Regions from separate parts of the Pogona vitticeps genome. Here region 1 is linked to region 2. A link is a contact called in public Hi-C data. All regions are on one chromosome and are shown on one strand. Each heading gives the region's core, a stretch centred on a gene start, on an enhancer-like site or on the middle of the called end of the contact. The rest is flanking DNA. Distances are from core to core; before and after follow the strand shown.

Evidence for each region. A called contact is a pair of places that touch in the nucleus more often than the background predicts.
Region 1: a contact with region 2 is called in a Hi-C map of muscle, with 7 times the contacts expected there. The contact joins the promoter of LOC110090585 here to the promoter of LOC144583970 in region 2. A contact is called at or near these places in 2 of 2 Hi-C or Micro-C datasets (blood and muscle).

Annotation. Positions count from the first base shown.
Region 1 is chr7:16,085,879-16,092,581 of PviZW2.1, forward strand. LOC110090585 (actin-like protein 9) reads left to right here and starts at 3,119. Exons shown (of 1, transcript XM_020814261.3): 1 at 3,119-6,703. The coding sequence starts at 5,366. The coding sequence ends at 6,652. All of the region lies in intron 1 of GATAD2A (GATA zinc finger domain containing 2A), which reads right to left.
Region 2 is chr7:15,826,787-15,833,300 of PviZW2.1, forward strand. LOC144583970 (mucin-16-like) reads right to left here and starts at 5,006. Exons shown (of 7, transcript XM_078378835.1): 1 at 4,863-5,006; 2 at 2,636-2,799; 3 at 2,325-2,392; 4 at 1,641-1,813; 5 at 1,476-1,514; 6 at 1,181-1,260; 7 at 115-921. The coding sequence starts at 4,953. The coding sequence ends at 817. It overlaps LOC144583971 (a long non-coding RNA gene), which reads right to left. Exons shown (of 3, transcript XR_013537919.1): 2 at 6,027-6,160; 3 at 5,230-5,514. It overlaps ZAP70 (zeta chain of T cell receptor associated protein kinase 70), which reads left to right. Exons shown (of 14, transcript XR_013537917.1): 14 at 1-481.

The DNA of each region.
Region 1 (6,703 bases), core at 1,869-4,368, 260 kb after region 2:
ATTTTGGAATCAACTTAGTCTGCTTTAGGGCCTGTTAACAGAAGAGAACAGATCTGCAGTTAACCAAAGGATGACGCACCTATGGTGACTAAGAGTTTTGTCCAGGCGACCAAATAGAGGACAACTGGGCTTCTCCACAGTCTTCTTTGGGTTTGAAAATCTGCTAAGATATCAGACCGGCGTTTAACGTCCGTGAATTTCCTTCGCTGGTCTGCCCCTGCTCCCAACATCTCTCAAAGTAATGGCAGGATACACATACACCAAACTCAACTAGAAATAGCTTCCAAATTTGAATGGTCAAGTTCAGAGATACAAGCCAGGGAAAACATACGTATCTTAAAACCCCCAGGGGCAAAGAGTTTGTGAAAACTAGCAAAAAAAAAAAAAAAATACTTGAGATTTCAATCATAAAAGCAATCTGTTTCTCAACAACGGCATCTCTCTGGTAGTTCCCCAATGACTACTGTCCGGCTTCCTCTAGAGTATTCTCCAAGCTACACAGCAAGAATGTACCAGACAGTTAACACCTTGTCTTCTCTTCCCGATATACAACTTCACCCTCAGTGAGATACATACTCTCTTCCCCTTAAAGCTGATATATCTACCACTCTCTCAGGGAGTAAAAACAGACCACTCCAGTAAGCCATAAATCTCTCCTTTTGCCCTGCGTGATGTGCTTTCTGCTTTGGTTCTTCTTTCTGTTTCCTCTTGAATTCAGCCCCATGCCAAAGACACTTTCCATCTTTAGGATCCCTCTGCCCTTTCCCTTCCAGGGTTTCACCCAGCAAATCAGAAAGCTCATTTTGTAACTGCTAGGATGGGTGTGTTATCAATATGGCTTTGCAATGGTCACTGCAATTGTGACTCATGCATCAAAACTTCAAAGTTACCTGTCACCACTTGTATTTATTTCCAGAGGCCTCGCTATTTAAATTCCTTTCCTTTACCATCAACATATGTCTATTCATAAGCTCCTGACGCTGGTGGTTTAAACAAATCAATAGAAATATGCAGTATAAAGCCAACACGAACCCCCTATATGTTATATACTGTATTCAGATGAATAAATGTATGGCACCCAGTGTGGTGCAGTAGACAATATAGTGACAGACTACAATTCTAGAGACCAGTCTGAATCCTCACTCAGCCCTACGTGGAGGGAGTAGAACTTTGTAAAACCTTAAATATCTCACTTAACTGGAAACCTCTATTAGAGTTGCTATAAGTTGATTGTAAGACACATAACTAGTCCAAGCTGTACATAAAAGCCATACAAATCAACGAGATTTCAACATGCACCTAAAAATCATAGTGTTTGGGACACATATAATTCCAAGGAGAGGAATATTATTAAGGAGTTCTTTTTCCTGCTTTTTAATTTAATTTGTGAATCTGTTCAACCTATGCGCCAAAACAGAAAGGTGGCATCCTTTTGCAAAATACACCTGGATGCTGAATAATAAGCTCCTCTGAATGACTGCCAAAGGAACCACATGGTAGCAGGAGTCTCGACAGATCAGTTCCATGGGTCCCCCATGGGTCCATAGATAAGGCGGAGGCTTCTCAGAGAATAAGGCCCTACAGTGTGCCTTAACAATTTGGCCCTGTATTAAAGACGTAGCCTTTACAGGTGTTCTGGTAGCCAATAAAAGCTAAGTGCACCATTTTCAGAAGGGCCCACACAAAATCCATGCAATAATCCACATTTTAGGTCATACTTACCTATGCACCAGCTACCTGTCCACTTAAGACAACACTCCAGGGACCCCAGGGAATGGAAAGCATGAAAATCTGAGCCACAATAAATGTGTTAGTTATTGAGGTACCACAACACCCTTTATTGGTTTACTAACAATGGACTGGACCCTAAAGAAGGCTGACCACCGAAGAATGGATGCTTTTGAATTACGGTGCTGGAGGACGCTCCTGAGAGTCCCCTGGACTGCATGGTGAACAAACCTATCCGTTCTGAAGGAAATCAACCCTGAGTGTTCAGTGGAAGGGCAGATCCTGAAGCTGAGGCTCCAATACTTTGGCCATCTGATGAGAAAAGACTCCCTGGAAAAGATCTTGTTGTTGGGGAAAGAGCGAAGGCAAGAGGAGAAGGGGACAACAGAGGACAAGATGGTTGGACAGTGTCATCGAAGCCACCAACATGAATTTGACCCAACTCCAGGAGGCAGTGGAAGACAGGAGGGTCTGGCATGCTCAGGTCCATGGGGTCACGAAGAGTCGTACACGACTTAACGACTAAACAACAAAAACAACGGACTGAGATAGTTCTCCTCCTGACAAATACTCTTCCACCTGTAAACTGCTTCTAGTTTTTGCCCACAACAAGTTCCTACATGCACCCACCTCCTCCAAAACAGATTAGGAAGGGAAAGCCGGTGGCCTGGGTCTTTCTCCCCCTTCCCTGCAGAGGAAAGAAGAAGGAAGAGTGAGGTTTTATCAAAGATGACATCCTTTAATTTATATCCCTGCCTTGAGCAGGGGGGTTGGACTTGATGGCCTTAAGAGGCCCATTCTAACTCCATTATTCCATGATTCTATGATTTCTCAACCAGCTCCCAAAAAGAAAAAGCAGAACAGAAAAGAGAAAGCCCTTCAGTCAGAGATCAGAAACAGTTTGTTTTCTCCTGCGTCGGAAGGGAAGGATGGATCTGGCCCCTCCGTGGCCCATATCGGGTTGACGGGCCTGAAAATCCTTTATCCTCTGATTGAAGTATTGAAATACGGTGAGATCCTGCCTGGAATGGAAAAGGCGAGGAAGGAGACAACAGGGTATCCAACCTGTATGAACAGTTATAGCACTTTAAAATCCTTTAAAAAAAAAGAATTATAAGCCAACCCTTGCGGATTTCCCATGTCAACACGAAGGGGCACACACAAGTGGTTGTGCAACTCTCGTGGTGAATGTTTGTGCAAAACACTGTGGCTGTTGGTTGTGCGTGTGGCTGCAAATCCATGCTGTCAGATATTTTCACGGCTTCCCACCGGCATTCATGCCGGATTTGGGGAATTGGTTTTAAAGCAGGGGTGCCTGTCTTTTATAAATAACAATTTTGCTGCAGTCCAGCACACCTTCCTTCCCTTCTGTTCTGATCACGAGATGGGACAGAAACCAGATTTCCAGAATAATATATCAGGGATGAATAGATGATTTCTCTTTATTATTTTTTAAACATGTATTTAAGAATGGGCCAGATTTCTCACAAATCAATCAATAAATGCAAACAGCAATGAGGAAAAAAAAATCAACGAAGCCAGAATTTTTGGTCCAGGATCTAAAGTCGCATCTTTAAATGCAATTCTGCTACACATCAATAAAAGCAGTATAGTCTCCAAATCCCACCAGGGACTAGTTCCCCTCTATTCAGAACTTGTTGGGGTTCACCTGGAGTCCTGTGTTTCAATTTTGGACACCACACTTGAAGAAGGATGATGACAAACTGGGGTTAGTTCAGAGGATGGGATAAAGGATGATCAGGGGACTGGAAACTAAGCCCTAGGAGAAAAGGTGGACAGAAATGGGTGTGTTTAGCCTTGAGAAAACAAGACTGAGGAGAGCATTTTTCAAATACTTAAAGGGTAATCCAGATGAGGGGCAGGATCTGTTCCTGATCATCCCAGGGTGCAGGACACATCAGAATGGGCTCAAGCGACAGGAAGCCAGATTTGGGCCGAATATCAGGAAAAAAACACTTAACAGTTAAAGCAGTACGGCAATGGGACCCATGACTTCGGGAGGTGATAAGCGGGAGGCCTTCAAGAGAAAACTGGATCTGCTTTAATTTGGATCCCTGCCTTGAGCAGGGGATTGGACTCGATGGCCTCAGAGGCCCCTTCCAACTCCATGATTCTAGGATTCACCTAGAATAAACATATTTTCCCTGAGGATTAAACCCTTTACCTAGCCAAAACAGCGCCACACCCCCAAACCTGACACGGAAGCTACGACATTTGTATTTAATCACAAATGGGTGAAGTCACGCTGAGGTTATTAAAGGAAAAAAAATCAAGTCCCTCCTTTCCTCAGTGCAAAGCAATATGCCGATCTACTAAAATATACTCAAATAAATTCTTCCCCACCTGTATTTCTAGCCCCCTCCGTGCTCAGGTATCCATTTATGCCCCAGTGCTAAGCTGACAACGGTGAAGTCTCATTTTCTTTCTGTAAATACTGTCCGTTTTTCCTGTTCATTTGCTTTCGTGCCTTGGGGGGCAAAAAAGATACTTTCATTCTGAGTGGGTTTGGTCAGATGCATTTGGGCGTCGCCTCGCTTTGAGAGCGCGAAAAACTGAACACAAGCCTGTCATATTTCCTCCACAGAGCCGAACGATTGGTTTGGTTCGTTTAAGAAAAAAATAAATCCTGCTTCTTCATAGATACCCAACTTAATGATGGAGTTTTGCAACAGCATCTTTTTCCTCAGGGAAGCCATTGAGAGAGTTGGGTTTTTCCAGAGAGGGGGAGAGAGAGAGTGTATGTGTGTTTATCTTTGCTATTCCTTTCTGTGAGATGCGGAAAATCTGAAAAAAAAAATCAGCTGCCTTGTTTGCACGAACCAGTATCTCAAGCTGGGTTTCCTATTTCTTCTCAATGCCCTACACAGCTCCCTCTGCACCCTCTTTCATGTGCTTATTTATTTAAAATATTTTTACCCTGCCTTTCTCCTCAAAAGGACCCCAGGCTTGGTCTTCTGGTCTACATCCAGCTGAATCTAAGACAGTGGTTCCCAAACTTGGTGCTCTTGGACTGCAGCTCCCAGAAATCCTGACCAACACCACAAGTAGTGAAGGATTCTGGGACTTGTAGTCCAAGAACACCTGAGGACCCAAGGTTGGGATCCATTGATCAAGGGTGTCCAAAAGGGACACAGAACACCAGGTGAGTTCTCACCACGTCAAAACAAAGTAGTACACTCAGATCCCTTGATGTGGACACCAAGCTTGACACCACCTTCCAGTCCATGGGCATTCCTCTTTATTTCGCTACTGCATTGCACAGTCAGTTGTTGAAGGCCTTACGTTCTGGAATCATCTGAGTCAGTCTAGAGAAGATTCAAGGAATTCCATCCGCCCATAAGATTCCAGGATTCTAGCCAACCACTTGTCATCTCTTGTGAAACGTGGTTCAGCTTTCTACCAGAGAGACAAAAGTTGGGACTTGCTGGCCCATCTTCATCCCCAAGCGATGACACGGTGAGAAGGGCTCCCAACCAGCCAAAGGTGAGGTCACCTGAGATGCTGTCGTAGCATCATAATTCTGCTTTGTGACAACAGAGAGAAAATTCTTTAAAACTCTAGCTTTGTCACTCAGGGGTTGAGTTTGCAGACGGAGGACCGGAGGGAAGGACTGATCATGTCCTTCAGAAGTTCCAGGTCAAAAAGCGCAGGACCTTCCCAAAAAAGGAGTCCTGGATCCTCAAAATCCAGGAGCCCGGGGCCAAGAATAGCAACCCCTGGATCTCGGACATCTTCCAGAGAACGAGGTGGTACCATGGCGAGGTCTAGGACTCCGGAAAGAGCCCAAAAGGTCATCAAAACAGGAGCCGTGGTGATAGATACAGGGACTGGGACCTGTAAAGCCGGGTTTGCAGGGCAACAGACCCCTCAGGCAGTTATCGAGACGGTGGTTGGGTACCCCACAGAGAAGTCCATGAGAACAAGAGACCGACCAGATACCTTTGTCGGGGAGTGCGCCCGGTTGGAGACCGACGTAGACATTATTTTGCCTCTCAGAAATGGCATCATCGTTGACTGGGAAGCCGTGGAGGTTTTGTGGAGGCATCTCTTCAACCATGACCTCAAGGCCGCCCCAGAAGAACATGCCCTGCTCCTGTCTGACCCTCCTCTCTGCCCAACGACCAACCGGGAAAAGCTGGTGGAGGTAGTCTTTGAGTCCCTTAACTCTCCGGGGATGTACGTGGCTTATCAGTCTGTCCTCTCCGTCTACGCCCATGGCAAAATCAGTGGGCTGGTGGTCGACACCGGCTACGCTGTGACGCACACTGTCCCAGTCAGCGAAGGATACAATTTGCCCCACGCCGCGGAGAGGATGGACATTGCTGGGGCCAACATGACGTCCTTCTTGATGGACCTCCTGAGGGACATGGGCCACGACTTTGACGAGCAAATGCTTGCCATTGTGGATGACATCAAGAAGAAGTGCTGCTACGTGGCCCTTGATTTCGAGGTGGAGTGGAACCGTCCCAAGAAAGAATACATGATGGACTACCAGCTGCCGGACGGCCAGACCATTCAATTGGGAAAGGAGAGATTTCAGTGCCCGGAAATGTTATTCCATCCTCCGCTGATGTCAGGGCTTTCTGTCTTCGGAGTCCCCAACATGGCCCTAAAAAGTTTGCGGAGAGTGCCAGAAATCTGCCGGAAAGAGATGTATGAAAACATCCTTCTGTGTGGAGGCTCTTCTGGGTTTGAAGGGTTCGAGAAGAGGTTCACCCACGACCTCTTGGCCGGCGTGCCCTCCAACACGAAAGTGAACGTCACAGCCATGCCGCTCCGGAAATACTCCGTCTGGACTGGGGGATCCATCCTTGCATCTCTGAATAACTTTCAACCCTGCTGGATCCGGAAAGAGCAATATCAGGAACACGGGCCATATATTGTCCACCGGAAGTGCTACTGAACTTGGGGGAGTTGGATTCTCCCCAAGCCATCCACAAAGGGGGAAAGGTAT
Region 2 (6,514 bases), core at 3,756-6,255:
CCCGTCAACCCGATATGGGCCACGGAGGGGCCAGATCCATCCTTCCCTTCCGACGCAGGAGAAAACAAACTGTTTCTGATCTCTGACTGAAGGGCTTTCTCTTTTCTGTTCTGCTTTTTCTTTCTGGGAGCTGGTTGAGAAATCATAGAATCATGGAATAACGGAGCTGGAAAGGGCCTCTTAAGGCCATCAAGTCCAACCCCCCTGCTCAAGGCAGGGATATAAATTAAAGGATGTCACCTTTGATAAAACCTCACTCTTCCTTCTTCTTTCCCCTACAGGGAAGGGGGAGAAAGACCCAGGCCACCGGCTTCCCTTCCTAATCTCTTTTTCCCTCCCCATAGAGGCGAATGGAAGCACCCACTTTTCCAAGCAGAAAACAGCGGTTGAATTATTTTACATGGGCGGCATCTTTTTTACATTCTGATGAAATGATTCCCCACCCCTGATTAAAAAAAAAAAGATTGGTGGCTTTGTCCAGCCTCCGACAAGACTGTCCAAATTCCACAGTGCATTCATTGACAATAAAAAGGAAAATAAATACGGCAGCGTGACCCCATCCTCCCAAATCTCTCTGTTGGCTCTTGACCGAGGGCATATCATTGAGGCATGTCCCGTTTAAGCCAAAATCCACCTAGATGTTTTCCCCATTTCTTTCTTTGCACCGAAGCCCGGCTGAATCTTGATTCAGGCGGGTGCGATTGTCTTTCCTGGTCCCGCTGCAAACGTGGTTCTTGTTTTGTGGGATGATGGACGTGACGGTGGGTTCGTTCTGTGCCAATAAGGGAGTGTTCCTGACGCCAAACCTTCCGACATTCATATCCCCCCATTGTTCCACATATCCAGGTGTGGGAAGTAGGTATTCCAGATGCCCTGCTGGTCTGTATATTTGCTGGCTCTCCTTTTCTTACAAAAGTTTGTCTGGTTTTGGGAAGGAAAGTATAAATAAATAAGGATTCTACACATAAATGCACCAGCCTCATCACCATTTTATCGGCTTGGCCGACCCCAATGGGATAGAGTTTTAGCCGTACTCCCGCCTTGAATATTTGTTTTCAAGGTACTTCCAGAGAGCTTGACTCGCCAGGAGTTATAATTAAGGGACGGATAAATGGGCCGGCAGTGGGATTCATGACTCGGCTTTCCACCCAGTGGATCACGTTTGAAACCACGGACTTACCAAGCAGCAGATAACGAAGAGGAGTATGAATCCCAGCAGGACAGAGAGACAGATGAGGATGATGGCCCAGAAAGGAAGCCCTTTGAAAAAAAGAGAGAGAGAGGATTAATATTTTGAAAACTGAGCCGCAGCGAGACCTTCCCCAAGCAGCGGTGGAAGGAGCAACGAATCCAATTTCGTGGGTTCATAGAAGCCACTCCTGATCTTGCCATGGACTTCAAAGCTGCTGTCCAAGGTCCTGAATTGATTTCAGGGACTCAAACAAGTGAGAAGAAACCCATCGCCTCATAGTTACCTGTTTCCTCGGTCATCAGGGCCACTGATGAGGGATAACCTGGAATGAAACAAGGCAGAAAAAACCATCAAGGACAGAAGAATGAAGAGGAATTCTATTGTGCATAAATTTTACGCAACACATTCCATATCGTCTATGGATCTCACACCGCCGGCCTTTCCTCACCGTTCACAACCAGGCTCCTGTGATCCAGTGTGTATTTCCCCAACATGGAGCAGTTGTTGGTCAGGTTGTTAAAAATGTCGTACACAACCCTTTCGTCCAAATGCCTCGGACCAGAATTGGCTTCAAATGCACAGACAGCACCGACGCCGGTTTGATCTTTCCAGTCAGTTGCACTTTGACAAAACGGGAAGAGATGAAATGTTGAATAACCCAAACAACTACTATTGCTATACAGGGGGGCCTCCATATTCATGGGATCACTATCCACTGATTCACTTATCCACTGTCTGAAAATATTAAAAGAAATATCCTAGCAATATATATTTCTAAAGGTGATATTGCTAAAACTGGTCACTAGAGGGAGTCAGAGGCCATGCTATGTACAGTATTTGCTATTACAATAGTGTTTGCTATTATCCACATTTTTCAGCATTTGCGAGTGGGCTTGGTACCAATCCCCTTCAGATAACAGGGATCCTATTATACATCTTTTTTTCAAAAAAGAGTGAGCCACATTGAGTGAGTGGGTTACCATGGTCGAGCTGGGATTTGAACCCAGGTCTCCTAAGTTCTCGTTGGCCATTTGTCCACCATAACACAGGGGATCTCACTTTTATAAAATGCTTTCATCTCATTAATTAAATGATGCTGGTAGAGAGAAATAATCCCTTTAAAAAAACTCACCTGAGGTGTTCCACTGAGCACCCTATGAATTCGGTCTTTAAAGTGCTCTGTTCATAAAGCCGTGTGAGCTGGACTCAGGAGAAATTAATAAAAATATGGTTAAACACAGTTTAGAAACTGGGGGGAGGGGGGGAAGCATTAATCTGGATGAACCTGACTCTGCTCCGAGGGAAGGATTACAATTCCCAGCAGTCCCAGCCAGTGGGGGAAGGACAATGGGAGTTGTGTTTCTGAACCACTTGGAGCAACAGAAGAGGATGGCTCAAGGAGATTTCTACCTACATTTCTGTCCATTTTTCTGGGACACATACCTCTCCTTCAATACTTGTCTTGGCGTTCCGGTGGACCTCCGAATCCGGGTTTTCCATTGGCCCACGGAATGGCAGGTTGGTGATGGTGAAATTAACCACAAAGTTCTTCAGATTCAGCTCGAGCAGCGGGGTGTCCGTGACGGCTGCAATGGCTGGATCCAGAGCTGAGGAGGAAGATCAGAAGCAAAGCTGAGGGCCCCTCTTTGGGACACATTCATATCCAGTTAATACCATTTCAAGCATCCGGTTCTCAGATTTATGGTTTGGGGAAAATCTTGGAATCCTTTCCGTGAAATCTTTTAAAGTACAGCAAAGCAATTCAACACCCTTGCCAATGTTCCAGCCCCATGAACCGGCATCAGACCGTGCCAATTTTGCCATGTAGATGAACCTTAAGAAATGTAGGCCATTGCTCTGATCTTGTCCAGAAAAGACTTGTTACCTTGGTCCTCTAGCTCAGGAGTTCCCAACCTTGAGTCCCCATATGTTCTTGGACTAAAACACTCAGAAATCCTCACCAGCACCACCGGTGGTGAAGTCATCTGAGAGTTTTAGTCACAGAATCCTAGAATCATGGAGTTGGAAAGGGCCCCCAAAACCATCAAGTCTAACCCCCTGCTCGAGGCAGGAATCCAAATCAAGGCAGATCTGACAGAGGTTGATCCAGTTTTTCTTTGAATGCCTCTAGCGTTGGAGCGCTCGCCAGCTCCTGAGGTTATGGGTCCCATTGTCATACTGCTCTGTTAATATGTTTTTTCTTGCTATTCAGCCGAAATCTGGCTTCCTGTCACTTGAGCCCATTCTGACATGTCCTGCACTCTGGGATGATGGAGGACAGATCCTACCCCTCCTCTGTAGGACTACCTTTCAGAGTACAGTGGTGCCTCGCTTAGCGATTGCCTGGTTTAACTATGTATTTGCTTAGCGATGAGGTTTTTGGAGCGATCTTGTGCTCCATTTAGCGATGTTTCCAATGGGGTAATTTCGCATAGCGATGTTCGGGACCTTGCTTCGCTTAGCGACGACAGTTTAGGTCCCCCTGTTTCGCATAGCGATGTTTTTGTCAGCTCCGTTTTCGCTATTTTTTAAAGGTGTTAAATTGTTTAAAAACGGTTTAGAGTGCTTGAAATCGTTAGTGCACTTAATAAACCCTTTGTTAACCAAATTTGGCTTCGTTCTGACTCTTTTTGAATTTTTGGTGATTTTTTTCTCTCCCCCATTGAAATGCATTGAAAAGGTTTCAATGCATTCCAATGGGGGAACTGCATTTCGCTTAGCGATGTTTCCTGTGGCGATTTTCACTTAAGGACGGTAATCCGTTCCCATTGGAACAGATTATCCGGTTTTCAATGCATCTCTATGGGAAAACGCGTTTTGCTTAGTGATGTTTTCCCATAGCGATGAATTTTTTGGAAACAATTAAAATCGTTAAGCGAGGCACCACTGGTATTTGAAAAATGCTCTCCTCCCTCTCCTCCTTTCCTCAAGGCTAAACATGCCCCGGTTCTTTCTGTCTTTCCTCCTCCTGGGGCTTGGTTTTCATCCCCCTGATCCTCTTTGTTGGCCTCCTCTGAACTTCTTCCAATTTCTCAGCATCTTTCTTGATCTACAGTGTCCAGAACTGGACCCAGAACTCAAGAGGAGGCCTAACCCATGCCCAATAGAGGAGAATGAGAACCTCACGGGATTTGGAGACTAGACTTCTGTTCATGTAGCCTGAAGTCACATTGGCCTTTTTTTGCAACCACATCGCCCAAGGACTTTACGGCAGTCCAAGAGCATCTGGAGACCCAAGGTTGGGAATCACTTCTCTAGGTGTTCTGGATAGCCAACTTGGAGAAGCTCTAGCTGGCAGTGGTAGGGGAGAATGGGAGTTGTCATTCAAAAGAGGTCGTAGTCCAGCATTTCTGGTCTACATGGAGAGATGGCAGTTCTGGATGAAGCTCTGTAGGTCAAAACTAATGTGTCATGGATTCTTAGGGTTACTCTACTGGAGAGGAACAGTGGAGCTCAATGAGAGCAACGTAAGTAGGGAAGAGGGCTGTAGGGCTCCTCCAGTAGACCCACTGATTTGAAAGTCAATGCTTCTGTAGGACCCATTGAGCCACTCTCATTGGTCCCCCTTAGATTCGGGACTTTTTGTCGGGCCAAACAAGGGTGTCAGGCGTCCATTAAAGACTGTTGCCGAGATGGCCACTACTGGTGGCCCTCAAAATGGCGTACGCACCTCTCACAGTCATGCCTTTAAATTGAAACCTCTGGCCCAGCCACTGGGAGGTCCCGTTTCGCGTCTCCCGTTGAAACGTCTCCTTGACCATCTCTTTGCTGATGTTAATTTCAGGATCAAAGTAACACTTACAATCAACGATGACTGAGCCAATCCTAAAGGAGGAATAACCTTCTGTCAATATATATCATGTAATAATGGGATCTAGGAAATGTGAAGATATTCCAGATACCCCGGGATAAAATGGTAAGAAAAAGAAATAATCGGCTTTCCTCAATTGTTATGTTAGCTTCCAAGTCCCATTATCCCCTAAACTGGCCGGATATGATGGGAATTGTAGGCCAGTTATTCGGGGGGTTTGGGGAAATCTCTCTCTCTCTCTCTCTCTCTCTCTCTCTCTCTCTCTCTCTCACACACACACACACTCTCTCTCTCTCTCTCTCTCTCTCTCTCTCACACACACACACACACACACACACACACACACACACACACACACACACACACACACACACACACACACACACACACACACACACACACACACACACACACACACACACACACACACACAAAAAACTGACCTCAGTCCAGTAACAACACAAATTTTGAATCCGTTGCTGATGGGGCTCTGTCGGAAGAGGCGGTTGAGCTGAAATGAGATACAGTATTTTTGTTTGCGGAAAATCAACTCCTTTGCCTCCGAAAATCAAAACAGAAATTAAAAACTTAAATGGCAATAAAAATTGAACAATCCAATGGATTTTTCAAAGAAGAAGAAAAACCCTGTAAAGATTGAGTTAGATATGACCAAGAGGATATTATCATTCTTAATTCCTTTTTCATCCCACATTTAGATGATCTATATGTGTCTCCTCATCCAGCTTTCTCCTCATAACGACCCTGTAAGGTTGCCCAAGAGGGCAGCTGGTTCAAGGTTATCGAAGGAGTCATCATCATCATCATCCTCTTAGAGCTGGAGGGGACCCTACGGATCATCTAGTCCAGCCGCTGTCAAGGAGGCACTGTGAGGGATTCGAACTCCCAACCGCTGTCTCCACAGCCAGATGCTGAAACCTGTTTGGCTGAGTCTCCTATTTCTGGCTCTCTTGCACATTTTATCATGGATAAATTCCATTTTATCAATGGAAAAAAAATCCTCACCCTCTCTTTCACAGCAGACTCCAGTTCTTTATATTCTGGAGAGGATGGATCGGTGTTGGTCAAGTTCTCATTGACAATTGTGAAGCCGAGTTCATAACCCAACCCATCTGGAGCAAATCTGGAAGGACGGTGTCCTGGAAGGAAGAACAAGGATGAATATCAAAATTAGAGAGGTTTATCAAGTCGGGATGGAAATTTTTGGAATTCTTTGACTACAAATCCCATCATTCCCCATGCTGGGAGTTCTGCCTGTCTTGCACCTACTCTGCCGACCCCCGAATTTGGCTCACCTGGAAGGAAGGCCTAAATTGGAAAGCTTTGAGTTTGGGCTAGGCCAAGCTCGGCCTAGTTTCCTGTACAGAAAGGAAGCTCCCAGCTCCCACTGGGGCAGGAACAGGAAGTTTGGGTGGAACTCGGCCTAGCTCAGTCTCCAAGCTTTTTGGTTTTTCAGGCCTTTCCTCCAAGGCGAGCCACATTTAGTTATGCGT